Linked DNA regions of Mus musculus: region 1 is linked to region 2. Evidence: chromatin contacts called from public HiChIP or PLAC-seq data. All regions are on one chromosome and are shown on one strand. The core of a region is the stretch at or near the end of the contact, and the rest is flanking DNA. Distances in the headings are between cores, read along the strand shown. Region 1 has its middle 210 kb from the start of BC006965. Region 2 overlaps Gm30337 (a long non-coding RNA gene).

Region 1 (4,501 bases), core at 231-2,730, 680 kb before region 2:
TCCAGAACCTATTTCAGGACTCACCTGAAATGTTTTCAGCCTTTTACAAGTCTGTCCACTGGTTTTAAAGAGGCAGACTGAGGGAATCTTGGAGTCAGAGAGTAGAGTGGGTCAGCATTCTTGAGTTCCCTTCTCCTCCTCCTCCTCCTCTTCCTCCTCCTCCTCCTCTCCCTTCCTCCCCTTCCTCCTCCAGATCCTGTGTGTGTGTGTGTGTGTGTGTGTGTGTGTGTGTGTGTGTGTGTTTGTGGTGTGCCCCTCCAGAGACTCTTAGGATGCAGTGTGTATGAGCCAGTGGTAGCCCGTGTGTTTGGAGCTGTGGTTCAGTACATATATCACTGAGGAAAATCATTCAGAATTCTTCCTCTAGAGCATCGATTCTCAACCTGTGGGTTGTGACCCCTTCGGGGGCGGGGGCACATTTCAGATACCCTGCATTTCAGATATTATTATAATTCACAACAGTAGCAAAGTTATATTATGAAGTAGCAAGAAAATAATCTGGGAGGGTCGTTATAGCATGAGGAACTGTATTAAAGGGTTGTAGCATTAAGGTAGGTTGAGAACTATCGCTCTAAAACATTACATTTAAACATTACATTTTAAAGGTAGAAGACAGGCATCTTGTGCTGTCATAGAATTATTAAAATTATGATCCACCTCAAAGTCTCTCTGTTCCTTCCTATCCTTGGGCAGATGAACAAATTGGGACATAGGCAGGGTAGGAGAGGACAAGGTTTCCCCCATCACTTTCTGGGGTGCTGGCAAAGCCTGCCAGCACCCATTTATCCCTGGACTCAATCAGAATTACCTCTCTGGGTTTCCAATTTGATCAATATCCCATTAACTGAAATGAATCTATTGCTCTCACTTTAAATAGGTTCTTGTGATTTAAAAAAATAAATGAGGAAGGGAAAAATGACCAGATCAGACTAATTTCCAGGATTCACTTCTCCAAAACGTTTCCTATCAGTGCATCCCATGCACTTTTGTTTCGGGGTCTGCATGTAAGGTGACCCTATGAATTAGATGTAGCAGGACCAAGATTCTTAAAAGGGAATATAAGTTTTGAAAACCCTTAGACAGAAAAATCCAACTGTCACACTCTTCTTTATTTACTTTCTGCTTGTAAGTTTCATGCTAAAGAGAAAAAAACAAAACAAAAAGACTTCATCCAAACCCCTGGAACAAAAGTAGGTTGTGGGGGAAGGGAGGGGAGTTTTAAAAAGGGAGGGAGGAGATGAGGGGGAAGAAGGAAAGAGATTCTTAATGGTATATTGTTTTCTGAGCTCTACCAATTAGCAAACATCTCTTATAAAAGAAAGAAAGAGGGAAGAAATTCCGTGCACCAGAGTAGCCTCAGTCAGCGGTGGGCACTCTGGGCTTGCAGGCTTTCATCCCCTCCTCCCTAACCCTTGTCCTTACATCAGACCAAGTGCATCCTGGGGGCTATTGTCATGTTGATGAGTCAGCCCCAGAGCCTGGATTCTCTCACTGCCCAGAGAGCTATTCCCACCACAGACTGGGCTCTGGGGCTCATTCAAGCTGAGCTGAATTGCTGGGAGAATAAAAGATCCAGCCTTAATTAACCGGCACTCTCCGCTCCCAGCCACAGCTCGATTGTTGTATAGCCTGCTCTTCCCCCTAAGGAGGAAATGCCAGGCCTCCTGAGGCAGCCCCAAGGATGGGAAGTAGAGATTCCCTTAGGGAGCTGGAGTTGATTCGGTCTTGTTTTGAAAATAGAATATTGCAGGGTATTACAGCTCTGCATCACCAATGTCCTGGTTTGTTAGTTTCTTTCTTTTTGTTTTTTGTTTTTGAAAAGAAACAAACCCCAGAGTCTGTGATTTCTTTGCCCCACTCCTGAGCTCCAACCATTCCTCAAGGTTCCTGATAAAAGTCTTTCCAAGCATTCTAGAACCCTGGTTAGGACTTTATTGGCAGTGTTGTTTTTATTTCTTTAAATAGTTTCTGATCCTATTGATACCAATAAAAAAAACCCGTGATCATCTTTTGAGTTATTTTTTTTTTCTCAGTGGTCGTTAAAATTATAATCAGTAGCGACTGGCTTAGTTTCTAATAGTTTCCCATCTGACTACCACAGAAAGGAGGCATGGAGTTGATAGTCTAGCAGGCTAACTTGCCTTTGGATGTGATGTTCTTGCTGTTTTGTTTTGGTGATGGTGGTCTCCTTGGGGATTAAATCTAGGGATTTGCTTATGTTAGGTGTGAACTCAGCCACTGAGCAATAGCCTGAAAACTGAGTTTGGACCTTTTGATTCACTGCCCTCGATGTCCTTTCCTTCTCCTGAGTTCTGTGGACAGCTACAACTGAGGAAGTCAGCATTAGCTGGGCCCCCATTCTCACTCCAGCCTATGAGTGTGCTGTTGATCTAAGGGGTCTAGAAAGGTTCATCATTCTAAGCAGGAGTCTCTCCAGTGTGGTTACAGCTTAGTGGGGCTCGCAGGGGGCAGCCACATTCTGATTGGACTGAGTGTGGTGCTAGCTTGGGTGGGTATGTATAGCAGGGCAGAAGGGCAGGGTGGAAGAGCCAGCTACTCTGAGAGTGGGACTCCGGTCTCTGACTTCTTCCTTTCCCAGCAGCACCTGCCCTGTGGTCTGCCATGTGTACTCTTTATGACTTGACTCTCAAGGAAGTTACAGATAACTTCTGAAGTTTTTGATAGAAGATGGTGTTCCCAGAAAGGAATTCTTAGCACGGCTGTAACCGTCAGGTGTGCAGTTTAGAGAGTCAGAGATCACAGCTCAATATTGTTCTAGGGGAATCAGTTTGCAAGGCCAGTGTTGAGGGGCCCTTTGTTTTCTTTATGTGTTTTCTGAATACCACAGGTATGCCGTTGCCTTACATCACAGCGTCCCCCTTCTCACTAGGCTTCCATATTAATTGCTTATGTCATTGCTGGGATGACATAACACTGTAGTGGAAGAAGATCTAATTTGAACTGTACTCATTTCTTGGTAGGAAGACATGATGTCTGGGGTTTATCCTTAGAGGCAGGAATCATCAGGGTGACTGTTTAACATCTGAACAAAGACGTGGAGGGTAGTCCATTCTGTAACCCTTCCTTCTTCCCATCCAAGACTCACTTCTAATGAAGTTCTACCATCTACAGGTGCCACAAGTTCCCCAAGCAGTGCCACCAGTTGGGGACCAAGTGTTCTATATATAAACTAACAGAGTCTGCTTCACACTCAACCTAAACAGCTTCCCATAATTATGGTCAAATATGAGCAGTCCTAAAATACTTTCCAATGTTCTTTAATAAAAGAGCAAAGTTTTAAAAATCAACAGTACAAAATCACTTTTAGGATGATTCTTTTGGTTTCATTTCCCATCGCCATGATAAAACACCATGACTAAGTGCAATGTAAGGAAGAATTTATTTTGGCTTATGGTTCCAGAGAAGCAAGAGTCTGTCACAGCAGGAAGCAGGACAGTGAGCAGCAGGCTGGGTGGCAAGAGAGGAAGCTGAGAGCTTCAAATACAAATCAAATACAAAGCAGAGAGAGGGAGAGGGGAAAGGAGAGGGGGAGAAGAAGGGAGAGAGGAAGGGAGAGGGAGAAAGATGAGGGAGGGAGAAGGAGAGGAAGAGGGAGAGAGAACTGGAAAATAGAATAGGGTAAAGCTATACACTCAAAGCCCACCCAGTGACATACTTCCTCCAACAAGACCACACCTCCCAAACCTCTCCAAATAGTGCTACCAATTGGAGACCAAGTGTTTAAATATAGTGAACCCCTGTGGTCTGCCTGGTTCTGCTTCCCAGGTGTTGGGATCACAGAGTATGCCACCATGTCTAGCCTTTTGTGTGGATGTTGGGCAATGTGAACTCAGGATGGCATGCTCCTACAGTAAACATTTAACTCGCGGAACCATTTACAGAGCTCCAGAATTGTCCACTCTTAGAAGAGTCCAATTTATAAGTAAGGTGTTCTCTAATTTTTTGATAATGTTTTGCATGCCAGAATGTTAACATGAGATCATTTGGTTAGTGGGTTAAACATAAAACAGTGACGTCTTATAAATCATCACATAAATTCAACAATAGCTCCAGACCTTCGTAGTAGAACATTGTTTGGTCTTTGCTCAAAGTACACTGAATGCGCCTTTTCCAATTAATTTATTTATTCACTTTACATCCTGATCTTGTCCCCACTATCTCCTCCTAGTTGCCCCTCAGATAGCCTCTCTCCTTCCCCTTCTCCTCTGAGTAGGGGAGGTCCCAGCAGGGTACCAACCTACCCTGACACATCAAATCACTACAGGACTAGGCACATCCTCTCCCACAGAGGTCAGACAAAGCAGCCCAGTTAGGGGAACAGGATCCACAGGAAGGCAACAGATCTAGAGACAGGCCCCTGCTCCAGTGGTTGAGGGACCCCCATGAAGACCAAGATGCATATCTGTTACATATATGCAGGGGGTCTAGGTCCAGTGCATATATGCTCTTTGGTTGGTGTTTCAGTCTCTAGGAACCCCCA
Region 2 (4,364 bases), core at 1,172-3,671:
CCAGGACACCACTTCATAAATTGAAAACAACCTAAAAGTAATGACTTTGTAATTACTGCACTGTAATTAGATAAAAGGGTGGCTTTTTGGAAAGCAAAAAGATGGGAGAGATAGCCGTCCCACATTAAAAGAATAAGGTCTCTTAAGAGGCCTATTTAAATGTTCCTTAATTTTAGCCAATGTGTCAAATTGGACAGGGGTTTGATAAGAACCAAAACATCCAGAACACTGGAAAATAAAAGTTCACAAAAGAAAGCTTCCTTTAGAACTAGAGTGGAAGCCACCGACCTCTGTTTCCCTGGCTCCCAGGAGCTCAACAGCTTTCAAATTGCTTAAATAGTTAGCAGCGAGGTGATGCATAAATTGTCTAAGACAAGACATCAGTGATCTACAAACACTGCTGTGACTTAAGGCAACTCGACCAGCACTATAATTTCTGCAATGTGATATGCAATTAATTCCTCCTTAAACTAAAAAACAATGAAAATTTCATTATGCCTACATCTCACAATAAACTCGGATCCACTGAGCCTTTTTTCTTCCTGCTCATTTAAGTCCTTATAATTAATTCTGGATTTATGTCCTTTTCTGGCCAGTGTTTCAGTCTCCTCGCTAACTATTTAAGCAATTTGAAAGCTGTTGAGGTCCCGGGAGCCAGGGAAACAGAGGTCGGTCAGCTTCCACTCTACTTGTAAACGAAGCTTTCTTTTGTGAACTTCTGTTTTTTCAGTGTTTTGGATTTTCCTTTAGCCTAGTAATTAAATGTTATTGTCTTTGTTTTATGCTCAAGTCTAAGCGTAGGCTCTAGGGAAAGAGATGGGGCCAGGTATTCACACCCCAAAGATAGCCTAGTAGCACCATTTTCTAACTTTTAATTATTTTCTTGGTTTCATTTCCTGAAACTCTATTGTCATAATTAATAAATTAAAAATATCAAGTTGCACACATGTTCTAGAACCTTCCCGGGCTGTCTGTTTACCCTCACTTGTATTGCTATTTCATTCTTTATCTGGTACGGACTCACTTGCGTAAAAATATTTCAGGGTCATACATAGAAGGAAATAGCAAAATACCTCCCCCTTCCCCAGAAGCTTAGAGGAAAAGGAGTCAGCTCCAGGTTCATGGATGATGATAATGATGTCTAAAATAAGACCTAGCATGGCAGAACAAAACAGTCTTTATCTGACTTATGCACACATGCATGGCCCTGCACACCTGCACACACACAACCACATGCTCATATACTGTATTTACATGCATTACACATACATATAACATGCGTCACACACACACACACATAACATGTACACAAGCACACACACACACACACACAGAGAGAGAGAGAGAGAGAGAGAGAGAGAGAGAGATTTAACCTTCCTGCCAAGTCAGTATATCTGACCATGACCCTGACCCTACATTTGCAATACATTACTTTGCAAAAGTCTCTTTGTACACTTAGGCAGAGGGCATTTATACCACGCCTTTATGCTCACTGCTCTATGTCTGCAGACTGTCAGTGCTCTTTGGATTCTATAGGAAATAGAGACCTTTCTTTCTAGTCCAGCCTCCTTTTGATGTGCCTTGTTGTTCTTTGAGAAGAATGCTTTGCTGTTCCCTTAGGCCAATGATTCTGTTAGCATTCCTTCTAGGCTCCACCCCACAGTTACCTGGCAACAGCCAGGTATTCCTGACTCACTATAAAAGGGGCTGCTTGCCCCCTCCTCTCTTTCATATTCTCTTATCCCTCTTACTCTCTCTCCCTCTCTCCCCATCTCCCTTCCATGTGTTCCTGGCCTGCCTCTCTTCTCTCTTTTCTTGTTTTTTCTCTTCTCTGTTCTCTGTGCTCTCCTCTCTCCCTCCCTCCCTCCCTCCCTCCCTCCCTCCCTCCCTCCCTCCCTCCTTCCCTCCCTTCTTCTCTCTCTTTCTGTCTCTACTCCCTTCCCAACTCCCCTTCCCATGCCCTAAATAAACTCTATTTCATATTATATCCATCCTATATACCCCTGGTACCTCCAGGGGAAGGGATGACTCAGAGGACCCATGGGGCACGTCTACCAAAACACATCGTGTCCTCTTCTCTTTTTTATAAAACACAACAATTTCAGTCTGTATACATTTCAGACATCAAATGCCCAGTTGGGCAGATGCACAGAACCTGAGTATTTTACAAAACAAGCAGGCTGACGGGGACAGTCACAGTCATGTGACTTATATAAGTCTTAAATATGTATTTGCAAAATTTCCAGTGTATTCTATGCCAGGTCACACAGGGGCTGGGGACAGGATAATTTTAGGAGAGACAACAAACGGAGTAAAATTCTGCGAAGCAGTGGAATGATTTTTTTTAACCTCTCTTCTTCTTTCTAATAGTATTGGGAGCAAAAGTGGGTTGATGTATCTCATGGTTACTCTGGGCAACACAAAGCTTCCGAGGTCATAGCTAGAACAGTGACACAAATATATCCAACAAGGGGGCATCAGAAAGACTTTATTAATCAGCTTAATTTGTTCGTACTGATTAATGAGTTTTTTTTTTTTCTTTAAGTCAAAGAAAAGATTTTTTTTTTCTTTCCCTTTTAAAACTTGGTGTCTAAATGAACCAGCTGCAGTTGCTTTGGGGGATTTTTTTTTTCTTTGCTGTGGCAGTGTGAGAAACCATCTGTGTCGGTTTCTTTCAGAGTCTCCCAGGCTCTGTCCAGGTGTTGAGATTTAAGGCTGTGTCCTTCCTGACATCAGCTGCACAGGATGGGCGCTCACCCTCACTGTCAGCACCTTGTGAACAAGAGAAGGCCCTCTTTGTGCCCCAGCTCAAGGCCCAGCAGTGTGGCTATCTCTTTCTGTTTCAAATTAACATCAGTGGTAATTTCCGCTGGTTATGCTCCTCTAAAGGAACTCTATATCCCTCAACTCTTCTCGGCTCGCAGGGCTCCGTGGGAGGCTGTTAAGATATGCAAATGATGTTGTCTCAGAGGCGTCCCGTGGGTAATCACCCACACCCGTCGCCTTCCTCTTAACAAACTGAAAAGGAAATGTTCCAGTTTGGCTCTTAATACTGGAGGGAAAAGTAACTGTGATTTTTAGTTTTTTTCCTGAGACCCTTTTCATCAGTAAGAGATTTTTTTTTTCCACGTAAGGTTAAATTCCAGACTTTTAGAATACTGGGGAAAGAGAAAAGAATAGTAAAATGATGAAAGCAATTTTTAAAAGAATCAGGAAGCTGCCATTGTTCGTGTGTTTGTCAATTCTTCGCTAGACAACAAAATTTTAAGCAGTTCATTGAATTCTGAAGACTGATTTGTAGGGAATAAAAGTGTTCTTTTCTTACTTACCCTTTGCAAGGTACCTACCTGACTGTGAGCCTTACCAGGAAATACAGAGGAGCAAGAGAAAAGAAAGCAAATATTAAATATAGGATTTTTTATGTGACAGAAATTTTCAGAAAAAAAAAAAAAAGACCCAAAGAAAAGGGGGGAAAATTCGTGGTTTTCTTGTGATCAGGCACGAGGAGGAGGTGTGGAGAGTGAAGAGTACCTTGCAATATTAATAACCTGGGAGGGAGGCTCTGAGATCTTAGTGGTTAGACCCTCTGTGTCCTGTATGTCCTGGGTCTTCACGATCTGGCTGCTTTGTTTCCTTCAGGTTTAAAGAGGGTACCTCCAAAACAATGAGTGTATTTGCCTTCCACAGGATAACAGGTAGGTTAAGGAGGGAGTAGGCTCTTCATTTTGCCATTTTCCAGATCTAAAAGAAGCCACATTTTAAGACCCCCCTCTCTCCCCCACCCCCACTTCCCTCTCTGTCTCTCTCTGTGTCTGTGTCTCTCAAAAGATTCATTTTAATTTTTATGTATGTCTCTGTGTTCTCATGCGCATGAGAGTGCAGGTGGCCCCCCCAGAGGTCAGAGGCCATCTCATTGCCTGGAGCTAGAGTCCTAGGGGGTTGTAAGTAGTCAGATATGTGAGCTATGCATCCAACCCCCAGTCCTCTGCAAGAATAGCAAGTGTCCTTAACCACCGACCCATCTTCCCAGACTCCCCATGCCCAGTTTGAATGGTTGACTAAGTCTTTATGGTGAAGAGTAAGGTCTTACCTTTGTGACTGAATAGCTAAGATGATTTAGTTTAGCCTGACTCATGTTCCAATTTTAGAGTTGACCTTGTGACTTGAATTACTTGAGCATCTCTAAACTTTGCAGCTCTCCTCTCTACCTCTGATAACAACCTGCTTCATGCCGTAACTAGGGTAAAGCAGGCCAGGGTTCTAGTCACATGGCCCATCACTTATTTGAAGAACGCTTCATTATTTGTTATTTAATTGTTTAGCAACTAGTGGTTGCTTACACATCCTACTAAGGGTGTGGCTTT

What was found. HiChIP or PLAC-seq counts read pairs in DNA pulled down with a chosen protein or histone mark.
Region 1: an H3K27ac HiChIP or PLAC-seq map of stem cell-derived neural progenitor cells shows a contact between it and region 2, with 6 times the contacts expected there. The contact joins two enhancer-like sites. A contact is called at or near these places in 1 of 115 datasets of contacts at active chromatin or transcription factors (stem cell-derived neural progenitor cells) and 1 of 9 other capture datasets (embryonic trunk).

What each region holds. Positions count from the first base shown.
Region 1 is chr11:112,498,995-112,503,495 of GRCm38.p6, reverse strand. No RefSeq gene overlaps it. Among named protein-coding and RNA genes, the nearest start is that of BC006965, 210 kb to the left of the region's middle. Within about 2 kb of position 1,480, at least 61 of the 459 cell types and tissues checked have an H3K27ac peak or open chromatin away from gene starts, as enhancers often do. A contact at or near this core is called in stem cell-derived neural progenitor cells, where this site is marked.
Region 2 is chr11:111,816,793-111,821,156 of GRCm38.p6, reverse strand. All of the region lies in intron 1 of Gm30337 (a long non-coding RNA gene), which reads right to left. Among named protein-coding and RNA genes, the nearest start is that of Gm30337, 17 kb to the right of the region's middle. Within about 2 kb of position 2,421, at least 82 of the 459 cell types and tissues checked have an H3K27ac peak or open chromatin away from gene starts, as enhancers often do. A contact at or near this core is called in stem cell-derived neural progenitor cells, where this site is marked.